Linked DNA regions of Ovis aries: region 2 is linked to region 1. A link is a contact called in public Hi-C data. All regions are on one chromosome and are shown on one strand. Each heading gives the region's core, a stretch centred on a gene start, on an enhancer-like site or on the middle of the called end of the contact. The rest is flanking DNA. Distances are from core to core; before and after follow the strand shown.

Region 1 (4,770 bases), core at 2,023-4,522:
GGAAGAAAAGCTATGACCAACCTAGACCGCATATTAAAAAGCAGAGACATTTCTTTGCCAACAAAGATCCATATAGTCAAAGTTATGATTTTTCCAGTAGTCATGTATGGATGTGAGAGTTGGACCATTAAGAAGGCTAAGCGCCCAAGAATTGATGCTTTTGAACTGTGATGTTGGAGAAGACTCTTGAGAGTCCCTTGGACTGCAAGGAGATCCAACCAGTCCATCCTAAAGGAAATCAGTCCTGAATATTCATTGGAAGGACTGATGTTGAAGCTGAAGCTACAATACTTTGGCCACCTGATGTGAAGAACTGCTGCTGCTGCTGCTGCTGCTGTTGCTAAGTTGCTTCAGTCGTGTCCGACTCTGTGCGACCCCATAGATGGCAGCCCACCAGGCTCCCCCGGACCTGGGATCCTCCAGGCAAGAGTACTGGAGTGGGGTGCCATTGCCTTCTCCGGCGAAGAACTGACTCATGGAAAAGACCCTGATGCTGGGAAAGATTACGCCATCCTCTAAAATTAAGTATCTACCTACCTAAAAACCTGTTCCACCAGTTTCCCTGGAGCACACACTGCCTCACTTTCCACCTTTAACTCCATTCAGAGTGTGCTAAAGTTCAGCTGCTACAGCAGCACAGGAGAAAAAGGGGACAACAGAAAATGAGATGGTTGGATGGCATCACCGACTCAATGGACCTGAGTTTGTGCAAGCTCCAGAAGATGGTGAAGGACAGGAAAGCCTGGTGTGCTCCAGTCCATGGGGTTACACAGAGTCAGACACAACTTAGCAACTGAACTAAATTCAAAATATTAGAAGCATAAAAAACAACTTATGTGCAATTATGCTTTTAATGAATTTCCTTAATTTAAAAAATTAAATTATAAAAATATTGAAACTACTTTGGAAAAGCCAAGACATACAGAACCTGGTTTCCCTTAAATAATAGGTAAAATGTATATCTATATCTAATAATCACATTGTACACTTTAAACTTACATATATGGCATTAATATCTCAAAAAAGGTGAAAAATTGTTAAAATTAAAGAGATATGGAATCATGTCTAAAAATCTATAATAAATAAATATTGCCTACAACAAAGGTCTGTCTAGTCAAGGCTATGGTTTTTCCAGGAGTCATGTATGGATGTGAGAGTCGCACTGTGAAGAAAGCTGAGCGCCAAAGAACTGATGCTTTTGAACTGTGGTGTTGAAGACTCTTGAGAGTCCCTTGGACTACAAGGAGGTCCAACCAGTCCGTTCTGAAGGAGATCAGTCCTGGGTGTTCTTCGGAAGGAATGATGCTAAAGCTGAAACTCCAGTACTTTGGCCACCTCATGTGAAGAGTTGACTCATTGGAAAAGACTGTGATGCTGGGAGGGATTGGGGTCAGGAGGTGAAGGGGATGACAGAGGATGAGATGGCTGGGTGGCATCACCGACTCGATGGACATGAGTCTGAGTGAACTCCGGGAGTTGGTGATGGACAGGGAGGCCTGCCATGCTGCAATTCATGGGGTTAGAGTCGGACACGACTGAGCAACTGAACTGAACTGAACTGAACTGAGGATATCCTTTCATTTCTCTGAGAATGCTGGCTGCTCTCCTAAGTGGTGACTCAAAAACATGCACAACATGAGAATTGAGAGTTAAGTTTTATATGAGGAAAAATCAGGACCATAGCCCAGGATACAGCACCTCAGATAGCTCTGAGAAACTGCTCCAAAGAGGCAGCGGAAGGAGGTGATTGTATATGATTCTGGTGAAAGGGGAGTTCAATGCAATCAAGCACTTAACTTACAAAAGATATTCTGCTAGGAGCTGATGTCACTCTGAAGGATTTAGTGCTTTTCTAGATATAAGAAGATGCAAGGATTAAGATCATAAGATAAGTTCCTGAAAATATCAACCTATCTAAAAACCTGCTCCACCAGTTTCCCTGGAGCACACACTGCCTCACTTTCCACCCTTAACTCCATCCAGGGTGTGCTGAAGGTCAGCTGCCACAGAAGCACAAGATTTAATATCGACAAACGCAGGAGGCAAATACCGTTGGCAAGCGCCAATTTGTAGTTGACATAAGAACAGAGGCAGGAATGTAAGTGGGTAGATTATGGGGCAAGAAGGGAGGGAAGGGGGTCTAGCTAGAAGTGAGTCCTAGCTTTTGCCTGGTCTCCTTTCCAGTAAAAGATTAATATTACTCAATGACCCAATAGCCCATTGACCTGCCATTGTTTCCATTACCCTCAAGATACGGTGACTGACAAAGATGAAGGAGAGAGCCCTAAAGCAGGGTGAACTGAAGGCAAATTCTTTCCAAAAGCAATGAGGCTTTTATTTCCTTTTTGTCACAAGAATTATCTTTCTGATTGTGTCACTGGGTGTGGATCTCAGAGTCTACCCAATTCCCTGATCTCACCACAACCTGACGACAACGGTTTATGAGTTTTCCAGGGTAGTTTGGGAATGAAGGGTATTCCTTTGTCCTCTCAAGCAGTGGAGAGAGGAAAAGAGAGAAATAGAAAGACAGGAAAAAGAGACACGTATCCCAGCTTTCCAGGTTCTCACTGCCCGTCCCTAGCCAGCTCTAGTTGGGCTCTTATAAGTTTGTGACCCGAGTCTGCATGGCTCAAGGAGTCCTTACAACCGACAGGCAGCCCTGCCTAACGAAGGTAGTACGCGGACGCCGAGCTGTGAGACACAAGGCGGTCGCCAGAGGGCGCGAGCGTCCAAGTTCACGCGCGATGGCGTCGACACGACCAGGAAGGAAAGGTGGTCGGCCTCCGAGAGATGGATGGGGCTCGGGAGTCACCGGGACAGCTCGGGCCAGCGTCGCCCGGGAGCTGCGGGCCTCCGCGCACTGAGCGCCCACCGTTCCTTGCTCATCCGCCGGAGGGCCCCACCCTATCTGCGCTTGCAGGGTGACCTCCACGCCCGGGCGGGGTCGTAGGGCGTTCTTCGCTTCGCTCGCTCCCCGCGGCCCTAAACCCGCTCCGAGCCGGAGGCCTGCGGGGAGGCGGAGGCCGAATCTTCCCAGAGGAACTCCCAGAGGGCCAGGCCAGGGAACAACCTGCAGGCGGACATTGCGCTCCCGCAACCCGCAGCCTCGTAACAATGGCCCGAGGGGCTGCGGCCGCGGCTGCGGTCGCGGAGGAGCCGGAGCACCCGGGCGCTGGAAGCCCCGCCCCTCGGCCGGCTCCCTGACAACGCGGGCCCGGCAGCGCCGCCTGCTCCCCGCCCCTCGGCGCCCCGCACCAGGCGGGGCCGCGGCCAGAGCGCCACCGCCGCTGCAGGCGCAGCCGCTGCTCTGCAAAGAGGGGCCCGGGGCCGGGCCGGGGCGCCCGCCCTCCCACCTTCTCCCGCCGCTATGAGCCAGGGAAGTCCGGGGGACTGGGCCCCCCTCGACCCTACCCCCGGACCCCCAGCGCCCCCCAACCCTTTCGTGCACGAGTTACATCTCTCCCGCCTCCAGAGGGTTAAGGTAAGGTGTGGGCGGGGGGCGCCCGGAGGACTCGCGCGGATAGAAAAAGGAGGCCTTTAGAGCCTTGACGCAGATGGGGATGGAGATCCAGGAAGGAGGTTGGTGAGAGGCTAGCCGGGCGGGGAGTCCGGGGTTCGCACGTGGGGGGCGGCGGGGGTGGTCAAGGAGTCCTGGAGAGGACGCGGGCTTGGGCGATAGGCAGGCTGAAGGTGTGTGAGAATTGACTAGGTGAGCCTGGAGAACTGCAGGGGACCCAGCGGTGGGCGAGATGGAGAACCCTGGAGACTGCGGATTACATCCTGCGGATGCAGATGGGCTAGAATGGAGTTGGAGGCTACGAAGAGCGGGGGTGGGGGCAGAGGCGTGCTGAGTGCTTTTCCGAGGCTCTGACATGGAAGAGCTTGCTGGGCCCGGAGCCTGCACCCCCTGCGCCCTTCCAGCAACCCCACTTTGCACTACCCTCTCCTCCACGCGCATTGCAGCACCTCATGGTGGGGGCGGGGAGGGAAGTAAAGAAGGGGGTTGGCTACAGGAAGTGGAGGGCCGCAGGGGCCTGGGGGAGCTGCGGAATGGTGTGAGAAGGGAGTGTCCAAGGTTTCTTTTGCTTTCATCTCCCCTGAGGTCGGCTCCTGGAACTCGGTTTGTTTACCTGCACGTTCCCCAGGGCAGCCCCTGAAGTCACCCTGGCAACCCCTGCCGTGTGGAGTAAGGCCGAACTCTTTTTCTCCCCCAAGTTCTTAGAACTGGGGGCGTGCTGCTGGGCAGAACTAGAGACTGGCCTGGGTCTGAAAAGTGGACCTCTCTGTTTTCTGGCCTCTACCTCCCAGGCCCACAATGAAAAGGACTATGCACCTGGTTTCTGCTGGACGTGGGATCTATTTATGGAAGAGAGTGGGGGGAGGAGGAACTATCTCTAGCCTACTCTACACCAAACACAGTGCTGGGCGCTTTCACACTGGTTATCCTTGAATCCTCTTAACAGCCTTTTAATTTTGTAGATGTGGTGGGGACCAACTGAAAGACACGAAAATGAGGCCACTGATCTATTAATCGTTTATCCTCTTTCCCTTATTGGTATCTTCATCCCACCTTGCGTTCCAATCCCATCTCCTGTTCCCACACTACTTATCTGCTGATCCACAGGGGTGGGGTTGATGGCCCTCTGCTCCTGGGTCCATCCTTGTTGGGGGGGAAGCCTGTAAGGAGCATCTCACAGCCCTGAAGTGGCCTTTTCTCCCACCCTCTGCAGTTCTGCCTCCTGGGGGCACTGCTGGCCCCCATCCGAGTGC
Region 2 (4,977 bases), core at 2,118-4,617, 220 kb after region 1:
TCCAAGCCAGACTTCGACAGTATATGAACTGTGAACTTCCAGATGTTCAAGTTGGAGTTAGAAAAGGCAGAGGAACCAGAGATCAAATTGCCAAAATATGTTGGAACATCGAAAAGGCACAATAGTTCCAGAAAAACATCTATTTCTTCTTTATCGACTATGCCAAAGCCTTTGACTGTGGATCACAATAAACTGCGGAAAATTCTTAAAGAGATGGGATACCAGACCACCTGACCTGCCTCCTCAGAAATCTGTATGCAGGTCAAGAAGCAACAGTTAGAACTGGATATGGAAAAACAGACTGGTTCCAAATAGGAAAAGGAGTACATCAAGGCCGTATATTGTCACCCTGCTTATTTAACTTACATGCAGAGTACATCCTGAGAACTGCTGGGCTGGAAGAAGCATAAGCTCGAATCAAGATTGCCAGGAGAAATATCAATAACCTCAGATACACAGATGACACCACCCTTATGGCCGAGAGGGAAAAGAACTAAAGAGCCTCTTGATGAAAGTGAAAGAGGAAACTGAAAAAGCTGGCTTAAAACTCAACATTTAGAAAACTAAGATCATGGCAATGGCCCCATTGCTTCCTGGCAAATAGATGGGGAAACAATGGAAACAGTGAGAGACTTTATTTTGGGGGGCTCCAAAAATCACTGCAGATGGTGACTGCAGTCTTGAAATTAAAAGATTCTTGCTCCTTGGAAGAAAAGCTATGACCAACCTAGGCAGACTATTAAAAAGCAGAGACATTACTTTGCCAACAAAGGTCTGTCTGGTCAAAGCAATGGTTTTTCCAGTAGTCATGTATGGATGTGAGAGTTGGACTATAAAGAAAGTTGAGCCCCTAAGAATTGATGCTTTTGAACTGTGATGTTGGAGAAGACGCTTGAGAGTCCCTTGGACTGCAAGGAGATCCAACCAGTCCATCCTAAAGGAAATCATTCCTGAGTATTCATTGGAAGGACTGATGCTGAAGCTGAAACTCCAATACTTTGGTCACCTGATGGGAGGGGCTGACTCATTTAAGAAGACCCTGATGCTGGGAAAGATTGAAGGCAGGAGGAGAAGGGGACAACAGAGGATGGTTGGATGGCATCACCAATGGGACATGAGTTTGAGTAAGCTCTAGGAGTTGGTGATAGACAGGAAAGCCTGGCGTGCTGCAGTCTATTCCCCCTACTCATTTGTTATCATGGTAAAGCATTCAAAACTCGACGAATGGTGTAATGTAGATAAATAAATGCAGATAGATTCCCTCAAACTCTTTCCCTTTTCACCAGACGTAACCCTTTGTTAACAGTACATATTTCTCCAGCTGTTTTTCTGTGCAGAGATTTTATCTACTTTAAACATACAAACTTTACTAGCATGTGAAATGAGTGCAATTGTGTGGCAGTTTGAACATTCTTTGGCATTGCCTTTCTTTGGGATTGAATGAAAACTGATCTTTTCCAGTCCTGTGGCCACTGCTGAATTTTCCAAATTTGCTGGCATATTGAGTGCAGCACTTTCACAGCATCATCTTTCAGGATTTGAAATAGCTCAACTGGAATTCCATCACCTCCACTAGCTTTTTTCCTAGTGATGCTTTCTAAGGCTAATGTGACTTGACTTCACATTCCAGGATGTCTGGCTCTAGGTGAGTGATCACAACATGGTGATTATCTGGGTCGTGAAGATCTTTTTTGTACAGTTCTTCTGTGTATTCTTGCCACCTGACCTGCCTCTTGAGAAACCTATATGCAGGTCAGGAAGCAACAGTTAGAACTGGACACGGAACAACAGACTGGTTCCAAATAGGAAAAGGAGTACGTCAAGGCTGTATATTGTCACCCTGCTTATTTAACTTCTATGCAGAGTACATCATGAGAAATGCTGGGCTGGAAGAAGCACAAGCTGGAATCAAGATTGCCGGGAGAAATATCAATCACCTCAGATATGCAGATGACACCACCCTTATGGCAGAAGTGAAGAGGAACTATAAAGCCTCTTGATGAAAGTGAAAGAGGAGAGTGAAAAAGTTGGCTTAAAGCTCAACATTCAGAAAACAAAGATCATGGCATCCGGTCCCATCACTTCATGGGAAATAGATGGGGAAACAGTGGAAACAGTGGCTGACTTTTTATTTTTTGGGGCTCCAAAATCACTGCAGATGGTGATTGCAGCCATGAAATTAAAAGACGCTTACTCCTTGGAAGAAAAGTTATGACCAACCTAGATAGCATATTCAAAAGCAGAGACATTACTTTGCCGACTAAGGTCTGTCTAGTCAAGGCTACGGTTTTTCCAGTGGTCATGTATGGATGTGAGAGTTGGGCTGTAAAGAAAGCTGAGTGCCAAAGAATTAATGCTTTTGAACTGTGGTGTTGAAGAAGACGCTTGAGAGTCCCTTGGACTCCAAGGTGATCCAACAAGTCCATCCTAAAGGAGATCAGTCCTGGGTGTTCTTTGGAAGGAATGATGCTGAAGCTGAAACTCCAATACTTTGGCCATCTCACGCGAAGAGTTGACTCATTGGAAAAGACCCTGATGCTGGGAGGGCTTGGGGGCGGGAGGAGAAGGGGACGACAGAGGATGAGATGGCTGGATGGCATTGACAAAACTCAATGCACATGAGTTTGGGTAAACTCCGGGAGTTGGTGATGGACAGGGAGGCCTGGCGTGCTGCGATTCATGGGGTCGCAAACAGTCGGACACGACTGAGTGACTGAACTGAACTGAAACATACAAACGGGTGCCTTTCATCTTGCACGTTTTGCGGAATCTCTCAGGGCTTTTTAAACGCTCTGTTCTGGACTTGTTTCTATCTAAATCAGAACCTCATTTGCAGACACTATTTAAGATCCTCATCTCTCTGTCTGAATTTTTTTTTTCAGGTCGCGCTGGTGATTTAGGGAAAAAAAGTTCGCCTGCCAATGCATGGGGCATAAGAGATGAGGGTCGATCCCTGGGTTGGGAAGATCCCCAGAAGGAGGGCATGGCAACCTACTCCCCCTCTTTCCTGGAGAATTCCATGGACAGAGGAGCTTGGAGGGCTACAGTCATAGGGTCTCAAACAGTCGGATACGACTGAATGGACTTAACAGGGAACACACACTTAAGATCCTCGTCGCTCTCAGTGCGGACCACAACATCTCACACTTCACTTTCGCTTTGTGGGCAGCTGCCTTAAGTGGCGCACCTCACAGCGCCCTCCATTCTCTAGCGCGCGGGCGTCGCCGCAACACTCGCATCTCGCTGGTGGACTGGCCCAGACTCCTGCGCTGCGGTTTGAGCCCATAGCGGGCGCCCGAACCCGACGCGCAGAGATGACGACATCAGCTCGCGGCTGCGGCGACTGCGAGAGACGGGGAGGGTTTCCGGGGCTACCGGCCTGACCGCCGAGAGCTGCTGTCATGGCGGCCACGCTATGGGCCTTCTTTTCCGTCCTCCTGCTGCTACTATCAAGGGATGCCCAGAGCTCGGACGTGTCTGGGTCTACCTCTGACGGGTCAGGAGGGAGTGGGGTCGGCATTGGAGATCGCTTCAAGATTGAGGGGCGTGCGGTTGTCCCTGGAGTGAAACCCCAGGACTGGATCTCGGCGGCCCGAGTGCTGGTAGACGGAGAAGAGCACGTCGGCTTTCTGAAGTGAGCATCCTGAGGGCAGCGCGAAAGCAGCTGGGATGGAAGCTGAAAGGGGATTCTCCCTGGGGGCGCTAGGTGTCAAAACCGGACGACGTCGCTGTCCGAGGGTGAAAGGGCGAGCACCGTTAGCGGTCTGTGCCGGGGGTACCTTGTCAGGCAGTCTGACGTTTTCCCCTTCCCGATCCTGCACCACAGAAATGAGGATGGCAGGTGCTCGTCCCAGGGCCAGAGCGGCGGAGTCAGTTATCTTTAACTCCCTTTTAGCCCTGGATGGGGACGACCACTTCTGGGCCCTGGGGATAGGTGGACCCCTTTATTTGTCTTTTGATGAATCTTTCCTTTGCATCTCATCTGGTTTCCCCGGAATTTGGCCTCTTTTTGCACTTCATTTCAGTCTTTTGGTAGCTTCATGTTGTGTAGAATGATGCTAAGCAAGTGGGAATTCTCAAAGCCCACAGGGCTTCTAGTGATGACACAGACTGGAGGCTAATGTTGCTACTTCTAAAATTAATGGGCCCTGAAGTCCCTAATCAAAGCACCTTTTTTGCCTGGAAGTGGGATTGTTGTTCTTTTTTACACTTGACGTTATCGAGGGATTTGCAACATCGCTGTTGTCATTTATGTAAGACTCTACAGTGTTTATGCACTTCTGTCTGGCAATGAGTAGAAATAGGATTTGAGCCTATATTTAAAAGACGTGGTGAATTTATTAGCACTGTAGTTCTGTGTCAGCTTGCTTTTCAGATGACTAGGTATAGTGTAATATGATATTTTAAATCTTTTCAATTGCTGCTTGGAAAGTGAAACTTTGAACTGAAAGTATCTGGTAAAGGAAGTGTTCCTCTGATGGGTTTGTATACTGACAAGTGGTATCTGAAAACAAGACAATTTAATTCTAAATCTGTTTTGTAAACATTCAGAGTCTCCGGGTGCCTTTGAATGAGAATTTCAAACTCAGATTAATAAATAATGAAGAGAAGCTTACTATCATTTTTAAAGTGCTGTTTATCATTAAAAATCTGGCATTAGGCCATTCTTGAAGTTTCACCCTAATAAATGATCTTTTAATAATAAAACTCTCATTAAGCTGTAGAAAATTAGCCGTGATTAACCATTTGATCTCTCTTCTGCCATATACAGTTTTTAAAATAAGCATTATTTTTATTGAAAATAATTTGTGCTTTGTTTATTGAAGAAAATATAAACAGAATAGAGATAGCAAGCCTTAACATTTTATTGTATCTTTTTGGAATTATATGACATTTTTAATACTAATATACAATATACAGTGCTTTATGACTTGATTTTTTTTCATTTATTATTTTGTGAGCAGCTTCTGGTGCCCT

What was found. A called contact is a pair of places that touch in the nucleus more often than the background predicts.
Region 2: a Hi-C map of hypothalamus shows a contact between it and region 1, with 4 times the contacts expected there. The contact joins the promoter of EMC7 here to the promoter of LPCAT4 in region 1. A contact is called at or near these places in 4 of 16 Hi-C or Micro-C datasets (blood, hypothalamus and tail adipose tissue).

The regions. Positions count from the first base shown.
Region 1 is chr7:26,464,461-26,469,230 of ARS-UI_Ramb_v3.0, forward strand. LPCAT4 (lysophosphatidylcholine acyltransferase 4) reads left to right here and starts at 3,273. Exons shown (of 14, transcript XM_027971651.2): 1 at 3,273-3,481; 2 at 4,731-4,770. The coding sequence starts at 3,368.
Region 2 is chr7:26,688,685-26,693,661 of ARS-UI_Ramb_v3.0, forward strand. EMC7 (ER membrane protein complex subunit 7) reads left to right here and starts at 3,368. Exons shown (of 5, transcript XM_004010419.6): 1 at 3,368-3,634. The coding sequence starts at 3,402.